Regions from separate parts of the Mus musculus genome. Here region 1 is linked to region 2. Evidence: chromatin contacts called from public Hi-C data. All regions are on one chromosome and are shown on one strand. The core of a region is the stretch at or near the end of the contact, and the rest is flanking DNA. Distances in the headings are between cores, read along the strand shown. Region 1 overlaps Dock4 (dedicator of cytokinesis 4). Region 2 overlaps Dock4 (dedicator of cytokinesis 4).

Evidence for each region. A called contact is a pair of places that touch in the nucleus more often than the background predicts.
Region 1: a contact with region 2 is called in a Hi-C map of the STO cell line, with 2.0 times the contacts expected there. The contact joins two enhancer-like sites. A contact is called at or near these places in 11 of 484 Hi-C or Micro-C datasets (the STO cell line, cerebral cortex, embryonic stem cells and 6 more) and 2 of 9 other capture datasets (embryonic stem cells and pancreatic islet).

What each region holds. Positions count from the first base shown.
Region 1 is chr12:40,797,443-40,803,773 of GRCm38.p6, reverse strand. It overlaps Dock4 (dedicator of cytokinesis 4), which reads right to left. Exons shown (of 53, transcript NM_172803.2): 36 at 4,024-4,117. Among named protein-coding and RNA genes, the nearest start is that of Immp2l, 220 kb to the left of the region's middle. Within about 2 kb of position 2,158, at least 17 of the 459 cell types and tissues checked have an H3K27ac peak or open chromatin away from gene starts, as enhancers often do. A contact at or near this core is called in the STO cell line, where this site is marked.
Region 2 is chr12:40,709,000-40,715,454 of GRCm38.p6, reverse strand. Dock4 (dedicator of cytokinesis 4) reads right to left here. Exons shown (of 53, transcript NM_172803.2): 16 at 4,554-4,660. Among named protein-coding and RNA genes, the nearest start is that of Dock4, 270 kb to the right of the region's middle. Within about 2 kb of position 2,999, at least 18 of the 459 cell types and tissues checked have an H3K27ac peak or open chromatin away from gene starts, as enhancers often do. A contact at or near this core is called in the STO cell line, where this site is marked.

The DNA of each region.
Region 1 (6,331 bases), core at 909-3,408, 89 kb before region 2:
GGCCAGCGAGATGACTCCGAGGTAAAGATGCTTAATGTGCGGGCCTGGTGACCTCGGTTTGATCCCTGCAACCATGGAATGGTGGAAGAGAGAACTGACTCCTAGAACTTTCCTGTGACCTCCACACCCACATGGCACACAGGTGCCATAAATAAATACAGTAAGTAAGATGTTAGATGGGAGGAGCACATATTGATTATGATTTAGGGAACATGGAACTTTGAGCAAGTAAAGAAAAAGCATCCATCTCTGATATCTTAGACAAATCTGGACTTTCTTGAAAAATCAAAAAAACATCTGTGCAGACATGGAATAACTGTTGTCAGCTTATTTTCTCAATTCTTGCTTTTATCAGTTTTTAAAGTTAAACAGTTTACCCTACTGCATTGTTCTCTCATGATTCAGGCATTATCAGCACTGAAGGAAACCCATCACACCAGGTGTTAAAGTTTAATTGATGAGCACATTCATCAGGGATGCACTTATTTAGGTCTCATATCCCTAGTCTCTCTCCTAGGAGCTGAGAAGACTAAGAACGAGAAACAAGAAATTCATCCTTAGCTGGGAATCATCTGTCTGTCTAGACACATGCACACCACCATATGTGTATGTGTGTGTGTATGTTTGTGTGTTAAATAATAATACATATTATATAAAATATAACTAATAAAAAACAACATGATAAGTGCTTTAAAATAGAGACTATGGGGTTGGAAAGATGGCTGGCTTGGTGGCTAAGACTGCTTGCTGCTCTTCCACAGCACCCTCCTTTAGGTTCCAGCACAGACATGAGGCCGTTCACAATTGCCTGTGACCCCAGCTTCAGAGAATCCAATACCCTCATCTGGCCTCTTCAAGTACCCATCTCTCCCTCTCCCTCTCCCTCTCCCTCTCCCCCTCCCCCTCCCCCTCCCCCTCCCCCTCCCCCTCTCTCTCCCCCTCTCTCTCTCTCCCTCTCTCTCTCCCCCTCTCCCCCCCCTCTCTCTCACACACACACACACACACACACACGCACACACACACACACACACACACCCTTTTTAAAGAGAGAGAGAGAGAGAGAGAGAGAGTAGAGAAAGAGATGTTAAGATCAGTTCAGCCATGGATAAAGGATGGTAGGTGTAGTCAGTAAAGGAACTTGAAGGAAAAGAACCCCAGTACAGGAACTACTTTGAGGAGAAAGAATCCATAGACCTCAGCATTCAAGCTGAGGGAGGCTCCAGACTGTAAACAAATGCTACATAGATAGTGGGACCAGCTAGAGGTCTTAAAGGCATGTTACAATTCTCGAGATGTTACAGAAAGGACTTCTTCACTCACTTAGAGACCTGTGCTAAGGCCCCAGTTCAAGAGTTCCCTGGAAGAACAGCGGGCAAAGCCCTCAATTTGTCATTCCCAAACGCACAGGAAGGATTCTGATTAAGGTGGCGTGAGCACCTTCCCCTCGACTTTCCCCAGTAAGTAAGTAAGTAATTCGACAGAATATGTGAGGTGCTTAGAGGATCTTGAAAAGTAATTAGGAACAAACAGAGCAACTAGGAAAAGCCACCCCTGAAGATGATCATGATGTGTTTGGTTGCCTAATTTTATTTTCTTCTTTTTATGTCTCCTGTCTCAGACTTTCTGCAAATGGGATCAACCACAGGTCCCGGAAGACCTTTTCTCTTACAGAGCTGGGGCAGGGCTTCCGGTGACACAGAGCTCTTAAACTCTCTGGCTTCCTCCACCTTCCAACCTCAGCTTCACAGCCAGAACACTAAGAACTGGGAGTGCCTGGGCCACGGGAAGAATGGGGAATCAGAGAGAAAAAGGAGTTTGAGAGAGACATAAGTAACACAGTAGTGCAGACCATAAGCAAAAACTGGAGACCTGCCTTGGGTGGTGCACATGCAGAGAACTGGAATGTAGTACCGAGGTCTTAAAAATCAGACATTAGAATCATAACCTCTAGATGGTGGCACAGGACCTGAGCTTTAAACGTAACTGGACTGATTGCCAAAATTAAAAATAACAATTTTGACAGAATGCTGAATCTAGTAACATAATGTTCAAAAGGTCCAGGATGTAATCTAAAATTACTTGGCATTCAAGAAACCACAGAACTAAATAACTATCCAAGGGAAAAAGCAATTAACAGATGCCAACCCCACGATGACTCACATCTTGGAATCTTAGACTAGGAAGCAGCTATTGAAACCATGCTCCATGTAGTGAATGTGAACACTCCTGAACAACTGAAAAGGTGAATTCTTTGCATAGAAACTGAAGCTATGAGAAGAAAACAACAACACGAAATTTTTAGAATGGAATGGTAACAAAATAAACATTTCAGCAGAGAGACCCAATTCAAGTCAGCTGAGTGAAGATGACCGAAAGCATCTGTGGGCTTGACATAAAGCAAAGTTAACTAACTGCCCTAAACCATGGTCAGAAGTGAAGTTGCAGGGGGCTGGGAGGTGGGGGGGGGGGATGGCAGAGTCTCAGGACTCAGGGAACAATGACCAGAGGCCAAATACTCATTCCACGGCAGTCCTAGAAGAAAGGATTGGTATGTAAAATATATTTTGAGAAGATAATGCCGAAAACCTTTTCAGATTTGATGAAGGGAATAGATTTCTAGATCCGAAGAGCATGGCAATACCAAACACACTAAGCTTCGAGAAAACCATGTCTATGTATGTCATCATCAAACTACCGAAGACCAAATACAAATTCTCAAAAGCAACCAGAAAACACCATACAATCAGTCATTAAAAGATTATATACTTCTCACCACACGCAGGGAGTCCAGGAGATAATAACAACACTTTTGCAGTGTAAAAATGAAAGAACCATTCACTTAAAATTCCAACTACAGCACACATGGCTTTCAGAGATGAGGGTGTGCTATGGTTGGGTTCAGCAATGTCCATCAAAGCCCTGTGTGTTAAAGCTTGGTCCTGGGTTCGAGAGAAAGCTCAGGAGTTAAGAATACTTGTTCTTCCAGTAGATCTGACTCCCATTCCCAGGATTCAAGTCGGGTGGATCACAACCACTTGTAATTCTAGCTTCACAGGATCTAACACACTCCTGTTTCTTTGGAGGATTCCTGCACATGTACAGCATTCACTCACACATATACAAGCACATAAAATAAAAATCTTAGAAGCAGCATCTTGGTCCTTCCATCAGTGATGTGGAGAGATGGCTGGAAACTGTAAAAGAGATGGCTTGGTGGAAAGGCTTGGGTTATCAGTGTCATGCATGAAGTGACTGTGAGGCTCCTTTCTTCTTTCTCTTGTGTCATAGTCATACCATGAGAAGTTAGGTTGTACCAGGCACTTTCCCCACCATTATAAGCTACTTTGCTACAAGTCCAGAAGTGACAGAGCCAACTAACAATGGACCAAAACCTTCAAATTCCTGAACCAAAACAAACCTCTCTTCTTCATCAGTTGATTATCATATATACTCCGTTTCAATAACTGAAAGCTGACGACTACAGAGGGCAATAAAGATATCTTTACATGGAGAGAAATGGAAGAGAGCACCACTAGCCAATCTCTTAAGCAGTAAAATTCTTCAGGGCGAATAAAAATGTAGGGAACCAGAGAACTTCACAAATGGAGAGTCATCAAAGTAGCCAGTATCTTAGTAAACACAGAGCTCTTTTTACAAGTTCTTTAAAATCGGTATGACCATTCCAGTGAATAGATATCCCATATTTAACACATATCCTACAAGTACAGCACAGAGTAGGGTGTCTATAAAGACCCCATGTTTAAATTAAGACAGCAAACCCCCATTACAAGCGTGTTGTAATGAGGTATGTACTCCATAATGCCAAGGGCAATCTCAAAACAATCATGCATAGATGAAGTAGAAAATACAGCACTAAGAAGCATACACATAATTAAAATTCATTAAGGTTTTAGAAGAGACGTGTCAGAGTCTTCATCCCTAACTGTGAAAGGAAGAGGAGTTACCATAGCAAACGCATCAGTACCTAGCTCCCTTCCCCACCTGAGTCCCCAGCACTCTGACCTGTGAAGTTCTGCGCCTTGAGATGCAGATCGTAGAGTTTGTGGATGTAGCGGATATACATCTCCTCCTTGTTCAGCTCCGTCTTATAGAAGTTCTGTGAAAAAGAGCACAGACCTGCGTGTTTCCTCAGTATTCAGGCACACACACACACACACACACACACACACACACACACACACGCCCTTTTACATTGTTGAAGTTCCATGCCTCCAAGTCAAGAGAACACATGCATTCTTTTCCCTCCTGAGTATTGTTTTAATAATACAATGAGGAGACTAAATGACAGCGACAGATTTTCAACCTGACACTGTGTTAAACATCTGACAACTAGTGGACAAGCTGGGAATTCTTGGGTTATAATCAACAATTCAAATTTCTTCTTTCATTCTATTTTCTTTTTCTTCTAAGACAGGGTTTTGTATGTGGCCCATACTGGCCTTGAACCCACAGCCCGATCCTTCTGCCTCAGATTCTAAGAGCTGGAATTACCACTATGCCCAGTTGTTCTCTTGTTAGTTTCCATTATTCTTAGTTTAGCTGTCAAGTGGGCAATCAGCCTATTTAACTAAAATATTAAGAAAATGTAACAAATCACCTACATATTTAATATGCTGGTTGGCAGCAAGGACATCTTCTTTAATTTCATGTATACCTTTTTCTAAAGAAAGTACTCTCTAGGACATAAAGGAAGGATTATGGAGTTTTTCTTGCTAGGTGGGATTGCACATGCCTTTAGTCCCAGCAGAAGTCAGGGGCAGGCAAATCTCTGAGTCTGAAGCCAGCCTGGTCTATAAAATGAGCTCCTGGTCAGCTTGAGTTATACAGAGAGACCCTGTTTCAACAACAAACCAACCAACCGAAAAGCATCTCTCTCTCTCCTGTGGGTTTCTGTTTCATTTTGCTTGTTTTTGTTTTTGAGACTGGCCTTAGTATGTAGTCCTGGCTGGCCTGGAATTCATTACTCAAACTCCCAGAAATCCCGGTCCCTGCTCCCCCCATGCTGGGAGTAAAGCACTCCTGGCAGCTGTATTAAGTTTTAATGTTTCTTGTTTATGTTTAAAACACAAACCAGAGAATTTTATGTCTGCTTATTATCATGGAATGGGTTTACTGGAAATATTAAATTAAATAACCTTACTTATTTATTTATTTATTTACAAATCTGAATTTTACTAAAATTCTCTAAAATATTTTACCAAGTTTTATAAAACTCCAGTGTTTACTACCTGGATATACAAGCTGCAGGTACATTATGCAGTCCCTGCTTCAGACACATGAGATGATAACGTATTGTTGTTGGAGCTGATGCTACTTAGGATATGAAGGACACAGGCTAGTGCGGGAGGGGGCAGAGGGGGACGGACAGCTATGCACTTGAAAGAGTGACAAGTTTCTGAAACAGAAAATGCCAGGAATCTTATAGGTGTCCTTAGCTGATGAGTCAGTCAGGAACCTAATGATCAACTCTCAAAGGCGCTGTCTGCCCATTATCTGACTCGTGTGCATTCTTGAACCCAAGGACTCATATACTGTGTGGGCACTGACGCTAACTTGAATGCATTATTATTTCCAATCCATAACATTGGCTCTCTCCTTGCCTTTCATTTCCTGTGGATCCTGGCAGTCTTTAAAAGCCAAGTAAACAATGCTACTCAAACCTCCCTCATTATCATCAAAATCATTTTAATTAGCAAGAATTGTACCATAAACACAATCTAACAGCCCCACAGCAGGTTTTACATTATTAAAGGACGATCTGTTCTAATAGCTTTCTGTTAAGAAGCTGCTGCGTTCTTTCAGAACAAAAATAAGCGATCACTTTGTAAATGAATATTCCTCCTTAAAAAAAAAAAAAAAAAAACAACCAACCAAAGCCCGACATCTCCCCAGCTGGCAGATGACAATCTCTCACATATGTCTGCTAAAAACTGTAACACAGAGAACAAAATAATAATTATAATTCCTCCTGTTAGTCATGTCAAATAGTGTGCACTGTCACCAACTGTGAGTTAAGCTCTGACCGAACACCAGCAGTTAGAGGCCCCCTGGCAGGATCTGCTGCTGACCTCACAGGGAGGTAGTGACGGGAGCCATATTGCCACTAGCAAACATCCAAAACTTTCCATTTAGAGTAGGAGCTAAAGAGATTAGCTTCAATGTGATAAAGCTGGGTTTATCACTGCTGGTTTGCAGTTGGAACAGCTTTTTCAAAATGCTCACCTTCTCTGCTCTTTGTCACACTCCAAAGCTAATGGTGTTAGGCTCAAGTAATTACAACAGGGCCCCTGATTTATGAGGTTTCCTTCTT
Region 2 (6,455 bases), core at 1,750-4,249:
AGCATCTTGGGATTCCTGTTATTGTTATGATGCTGACTACAGACATATGGCTCTGGACAGATGGTTGTGCTCTGGCTCTACAGGATACCATGAAGAGTCTACTTGTGGGCCAGCCATAATGGCCAAGTTAGTTCCACCAATCCTGCTTAGCTTCACCTGCCCGCCAGCCCAGGACACTAAAACCTTAGCATCCAAAGTATGAGACATGGTATCTCCATAGCTTCCTATAGCTAATCTGTGTCATCCTCATATATAAAACATAACCATCAGCAGGAGCTACATCATGAGCACAAAAGGTATTTTAAGATATTCTTTTAAGAATAGAACAGAGAAAAAGAGACAGAAAGACAGATAGTATATTCTACCCATCATCTAAGTAAGTTTAAAAGCTTATAACTCTTGGTAGTAATTTAATAAAATACAAAGAAATTCTTATCACATACCTTTTATTGTTCAAGGCTTTCTCATGCATAATTAATACATAGTAGAGATACTGCACATTTGAAAACCATAGGCAACTTAGGCAACACTTATAAGTATTTATTTGGCACTGCTCCACACTTCATATATACATTTTCCTTCATAACAATCCCATGATATAGAATATTGTGGCTGAAGCACATATATGATTTGCCTAATGTTGCAATCTTACTTAGTGTCAGCATCAGGATAGTAACAAGGCTTGTTTTTATAACTATGTAACACTGCCTTTCCCTACTATTCTTTTAAATCAGTTTTATATTTTGTGGAAACAAAACTGAGCTTCACATTGCATTCTCGATTAAATTGAGACTGTCAAGTTAGAGAGAAAAAAAATGACTTTCTCCAAAAGCTTAAGGAATGGCAGACAAAATGACACAGGGCCCCAAGAGGAGTGTGTAACTAAAATGATCTCATGAGACGTAAGACTCGAGGCTTACAGTGAAATTGCTAGTCTACAGCTTGAAACACGGGGAACAAAAGAAATTGTGGGACTTGGCTGTTAGGCAGGACAAGCAGACAAGAGCAGGGGGAGCATGGCACACGAGCCAGGAGCAGAACAAAGACTTCCATTTGATGGCAGGGACTCTAGGAGAGAAATGGAATTTGGTGGTAGACATAAATAGGAAAATTGTTCTAGAAGGTAGGTGGTAAGAGAGGGGCACAGGACAGCAAGGATTTTTAGCCCAAAAGGCTACACACTCTCCTGCTAGGAAATGCAGCACTCAGCGTTCACTCACCAGAGAGTGAGAGTACTCAGTGCTAAGTTCTCTTCTAGAATGCATGAAATATCCAGACATTGCTCAGCCAGGTATGAGAAAGGCCCACACTGAGAGAGAGTTATGTAACCAGAGTATGAACAGAAGACAGCAAACAGGAAGCACCAGGCACCACTTTAGAAAAGGCTGAGAGTAGGAGAGACTATAAAGTGTGGTCAGCACTGCTGGTTATGGACTGGGAAATAGCAAGTACACCAGAGTCAGAGCTTAGAGGTTCTATGGCTACAAATCTGAGTAGGGTACTGTAGTCAGGGGGCTGGCTTGTTGGTATGGGAAAGGTTAGTTGTACCCTAAACGACACAACATAGGAAAGTACAGATTCTTTGCATTCTGGGAAACCCCAGACTCTGGGATTTGGCAGAAGTAATGTCTTCCTCATCAAACCCAGTATAGGAATGGAGCAAGACAGTGTGGACATAAGAACAAGAGTTCACTATTCTCATTAGGGAACATGTTCTGTCATGGGACCTACAAGCATAGCCAATGTATTACCCGTGCTCTGATGGACACCTGAGGGTAGATTAGCCCAGAGGGAGCATAGCACATGGGCCTGTAGCAGAACAAAAGCCTTTCATTTGATGGCAAGGACTCTAGGTGAGAAACAGGATTTGGTTGCAGAGATAAATAGAAAACCTCTTTTAGAAGGTAGGCTGTTCATAGGGGCACACAGCAGCAAGAATTTTTAGCCCAAAAGGCTACACACTCTCCTACTAATCAATGCAAAGTTCAGAGGAACTGAATGCAAGAATGCAGGGAAGAATTGTCTCAACGCCTTTAGATTCCTGAGTGTGCTGCTGGATTGGGGGGAACAAAACCATGTTGCTAGCCCAGTAAACGATAATTTGCTTTAATAGTCTGCAATCAACATGGGTCATCTTAAAATGCATTAATGTATTCCATATTAGAGATAAGAATTACCTTTTTGACCACATTTGGGTTTAAAGTCAGATCTTATGAGAGATGGGCTCCTTTGTACGCTTACAGAAGTACTTGAAGTAGCACAGGTAGCCTTGATCTTTGAGACTACACCTCTTGCATGCAGTCATTAGAAATCAATTGGGATAGAGGTTGTAAACAGGGCACTATGTATTGGGCTACCTGCTGACTATAGCCTAAAATATATGGCTGAGAACCACAGTGGTCAGTCCTGACAGTCTTCCATAACAGTAGCATCCAGAAGCATGTTAGATTTGAGGTGGGGAGATCCACATGTATCATTTATTCATAGAAAATCATGCCAGTGAATTCCCAGCCTGCTAATCAAATACAGGATCCACAGCTTAGGACTGTAGAGAACTGAACTGAAAGTACAGAAAGTGAGAGCGTTAACTTGAAATTCTATACTAGCTAATGAAAACCAGATTTAAATAATTTTTAATGACAAAATATATTTGGGGAAGTTTTCAACAGGGACAGTGACTGCTAATATCATTACTAAATACTGATTAAATTCATAATATTTGCCCATACTTCATTTCAGTATTAAAAATACAACCAGGAAACGGGCACTAACCAGGAAAGGGGTACTGGCCTTGTTTTGAAGGCCTCACACACCAGACCACTGCAGTCATGTGTTTTAGACTGATGTCAAAGCTTAAAGACCACTGAATACCAGTTCTCTTGGGGGTAGGGAAGGCTTTATAGAAAGGGAAGTATTTAAGCTCAATCATAATCAGAAGAGAGTTACTAAGCAGGCAAGAGGGTAAAGAAACAGTACAGAGGGAGGGCAGTGACGGGAGGCATGTGGGTGAGTCACCAGCGGACAGCTAAATACCACGTGGGGTCTGGAATGGAGCAGGAATAGCCAGATGATATTAGTGGAAAATTTACTGTGTAAAACAAAACAACCCCCCCAAACCCCTTTACCCTAACAAAATTTTATTCCTTAGATATGTTTACTCCTAATATGCCTCCACTAATGTAAATAGTTATAATGTAAGATGACTTGGGAGAAGAACTTATGGGTTGTCTTAGGGTTTCTATCCCTGCACAAACATCATGACCAAGAAGCAAGTTGGGGAGGAACTTACTCAGTTTACACTTCCTACACTGCTGTTCATCACCAAAGGAAGTCAGGACTGGAACTCAAGCAGGTCAGGAAGCAGGAGCTGATGCAGAGGCCATGGAGGGATGTTCTCTACTTGGCTTGCTTCCCCTGGCTTGCTCAGCCTGCTCTCTTATAGAACCAAGACTACCAGCCCTGAGATGGTTCCACCCACAAGGGGCCCTCCCCCCTTGATCACTAATTGAGAAAATACCCCAGCTGGATCTCATGGAGGCACTTTCCCAACTGAAGTTCCTTTCTCTGTGATAACTCCAGCTTGTGTCAAGTTGACACACAAAACCAGCCTGTACACGGGTATATTACAGATCTGTGAATCTAAAACAACCACTAAAAAAAAGACAAGTGTATGTATCATATGTCTGGTCCATGAGATTTCTCAACATGAAAAGCCCAGAGATCTTAAATAAGAAGATCTCAGTAGCTGGGCAGGCAGAGTCAAGCATGACTGTAATAATTTGCTACTCAAGAGGCTGAGGCAAGAAGACTGCTTTCAGGGGCCAACCTAAGGCAACTCAGCAAGACCCTTTCCAAATATACCAGGGGAAAGTTCGTGGTATAGCTCACTGGTATAGAGCCCCCCTACCACCATCCTCAGGGTCTTTAGCCTGTGGCTAAACAGGAGCAACATGGTGGAAGTTCATGTGAATGGTGAATGGTGGCATCATGAACCACTGATGGGACCGAGCAGCGGAGAGAGTGGTGACAACCCGTTTCTACATGAGATGGGAACAGAAGAGGAAACCTGTACCTATTAAAGAAAGAAGAAAACTGCTGACTGGATAGCTAGACATGGAAGCAGTTATAGATGCAGGAGGAAGAAAGGACACTGGAAGAAGTCCTGGGGGCAGGAAGTAGAACTGGCTTTGGAGAGAAGGCACCTTCTCTCATCCCTGAGACAGGAAGTAGGAAGAAAGAGAGGAGTGTAGATAAGGGTCAGGTCAGGAGGCAGGGAGAAAGCACAGGAAGTTTCTATTTCCTCTAGAAGGCAGAAAAGACTCCTGGAGCCAGGTGATGGTAGACCTTCACCAGCAAAAGGAGGATTTTTGAGAAAAACTGCATCTGCCTTCTGAGTGCTGGAATTAAAGATTATACTGCCACGCCTGGTCTCTAACCTTATTCGAAAGGGTGCTATTTTTAGTCATTTTTTTCCCTTTTCTAAAGCTAGAAGACGTGCAGCCAGTAACTATGCCCTGCTCTTGATCGCGATCATCAATAGGAACCACTGGTACCTTATGCACGATGAGCTCGTGTGTGCCATCTGGGAGAGTCCTTCCGTCTTCTTGCATCAGGGGCACGAAAGAGAAACCGAACAACTTCTTTTCTCCTTTCTCCTTTGCTGTAAGGAGAGTAATGACTTGCTTACTAGAAGTACACAAATGATATACAAGAAGCAGAGCATCAACAACCATAGCCCCATGCCCTGCACGTGCCTGGTCCTCACACACTGGGGAGCAGCTTCTGTGGTAGACACCTTTTCTGAATGCTGTACTCAGGCTTCCGAAACTTTAGGTTACATTCTCTGCCCAATTGTCTTCGTAGGACTCGAGACCTGAAATTATGTTCTAGGCAATGCCTGGACTGCTTTCTGCTCTCATCTCTTCCCCAGCCCCTCAGCACTTAGCTTCCCTATTTGTTTGTTTATCAAAAGGGGTCTGGGATATGGTAGCATCTCAAAAAATAATGTTTAATGGAGGAAGAATGATGTAAGGAGCCAAGCTTCATCAGTGGGCCTCTGAAGGAGAACTTTCAAGCTCTGCCCTGGTCAGTGCATGAGGACAGAGCCGCTGTAGAGCTGTTTCCCTAGCTTCCGCCAAGGCTCCTGGTGGGGAAAAAACCCCTACAAATTATAAGCTGCCATTTACTTTGGGCTGTCTATAGTGTCCTGCAAGTAGGAAGTGAGGTGGGGACTTTTCAGACACCAGACACCTGATTAAGGACAACCTTGGTGCAGAGAATTCTGGCTGTCATTTACAGGAAAGGAAATGGAGACCAAGGACTGGAAGCAGCTTGCTCTAGGACTTTCAAGGCATCTCAGTCCTCCTAGCAGGGCTGCTTTTCTCCCCAAATAGAGCAAGTGTTAAGGCTTTCAGTTCACGTGCATTCTCCCCTGGTATGTGCGTATGTGAGTAGTCACTGAGGCTCCAGGCAGGAGCCTGTGATAGCGGTAGTGTGGTTCTTTCCCATAAGCTTGGCATTGGATCATAATCCTTGATAACAACAGCTCAGCTCTGGGACCCAGTGAGACCTGAGCTAAGTTAGATGTTCAGGGAATTGCGACCATTACTCAAGGGCTTTAGTTGTGCACTCTTCCCTAACAACTGCCCTCACCACTTGATGGAGGGGGGTAGCGCCCCTAACAAGAGGACATCCCAGGATATGTGAACTCACTAAAAATGTGTGCTTCAAAGGAAGAGGACTTCCTTTCCAAATGATTGATACCCAGTCTAGAGTGAAGGTGGGAAAAGACTAACATTTCTAAAAGCTATCAAAGTTACAGCAGAAGCATTAAGAACCAGGTTTCCCCACAACAGTGCAGCAACTCATGATCCACAAAGCTGTAGTTTGTAACATGCAATTAAAACCAAAGAGAATCGAGAGTCTACAGCAAGTACAATTAACAAAGACAAGAAACAAAGCCAATAGGCTTTTCAAATTAACCATGCATCATAAAATAAGACATTGATGGTTTAAGACCATGGCCACTGTCCTAGGCTATCAGTGAGTTGAATGGACTGTTGAAGACATCAGCCCAGTATGACATCCTTTTGCTAACACAATACCTGAAGTTTGTGGATGGTTCCTCCTAACTCTCCAGGTACTTCCCCATTCCTCTAACCACACTTCTCATTTTTCTAGCCCTAGCCCATGGAAACCACTGAGCATTTTATTAGCTCCCTAGTTTTGCCTATTCTAAACTGCTGCACAGCTGAAGTCACACAGCACGAGGCCTCTTCAGACTGGCTTTGTTCACTGTGGTGTTCATTTAAGGCTCTGTCGTGTACTGGCACAGATTGATGGCTCATTCATTTTTATTTTTGAAACTGAAATAATTTTCCTCCCTTCCCTCGTCACCCCTTGTCCCTCCCACATACTCAGTACTAGATAACCACCTGGGGGCTCTTCCCTTGGGA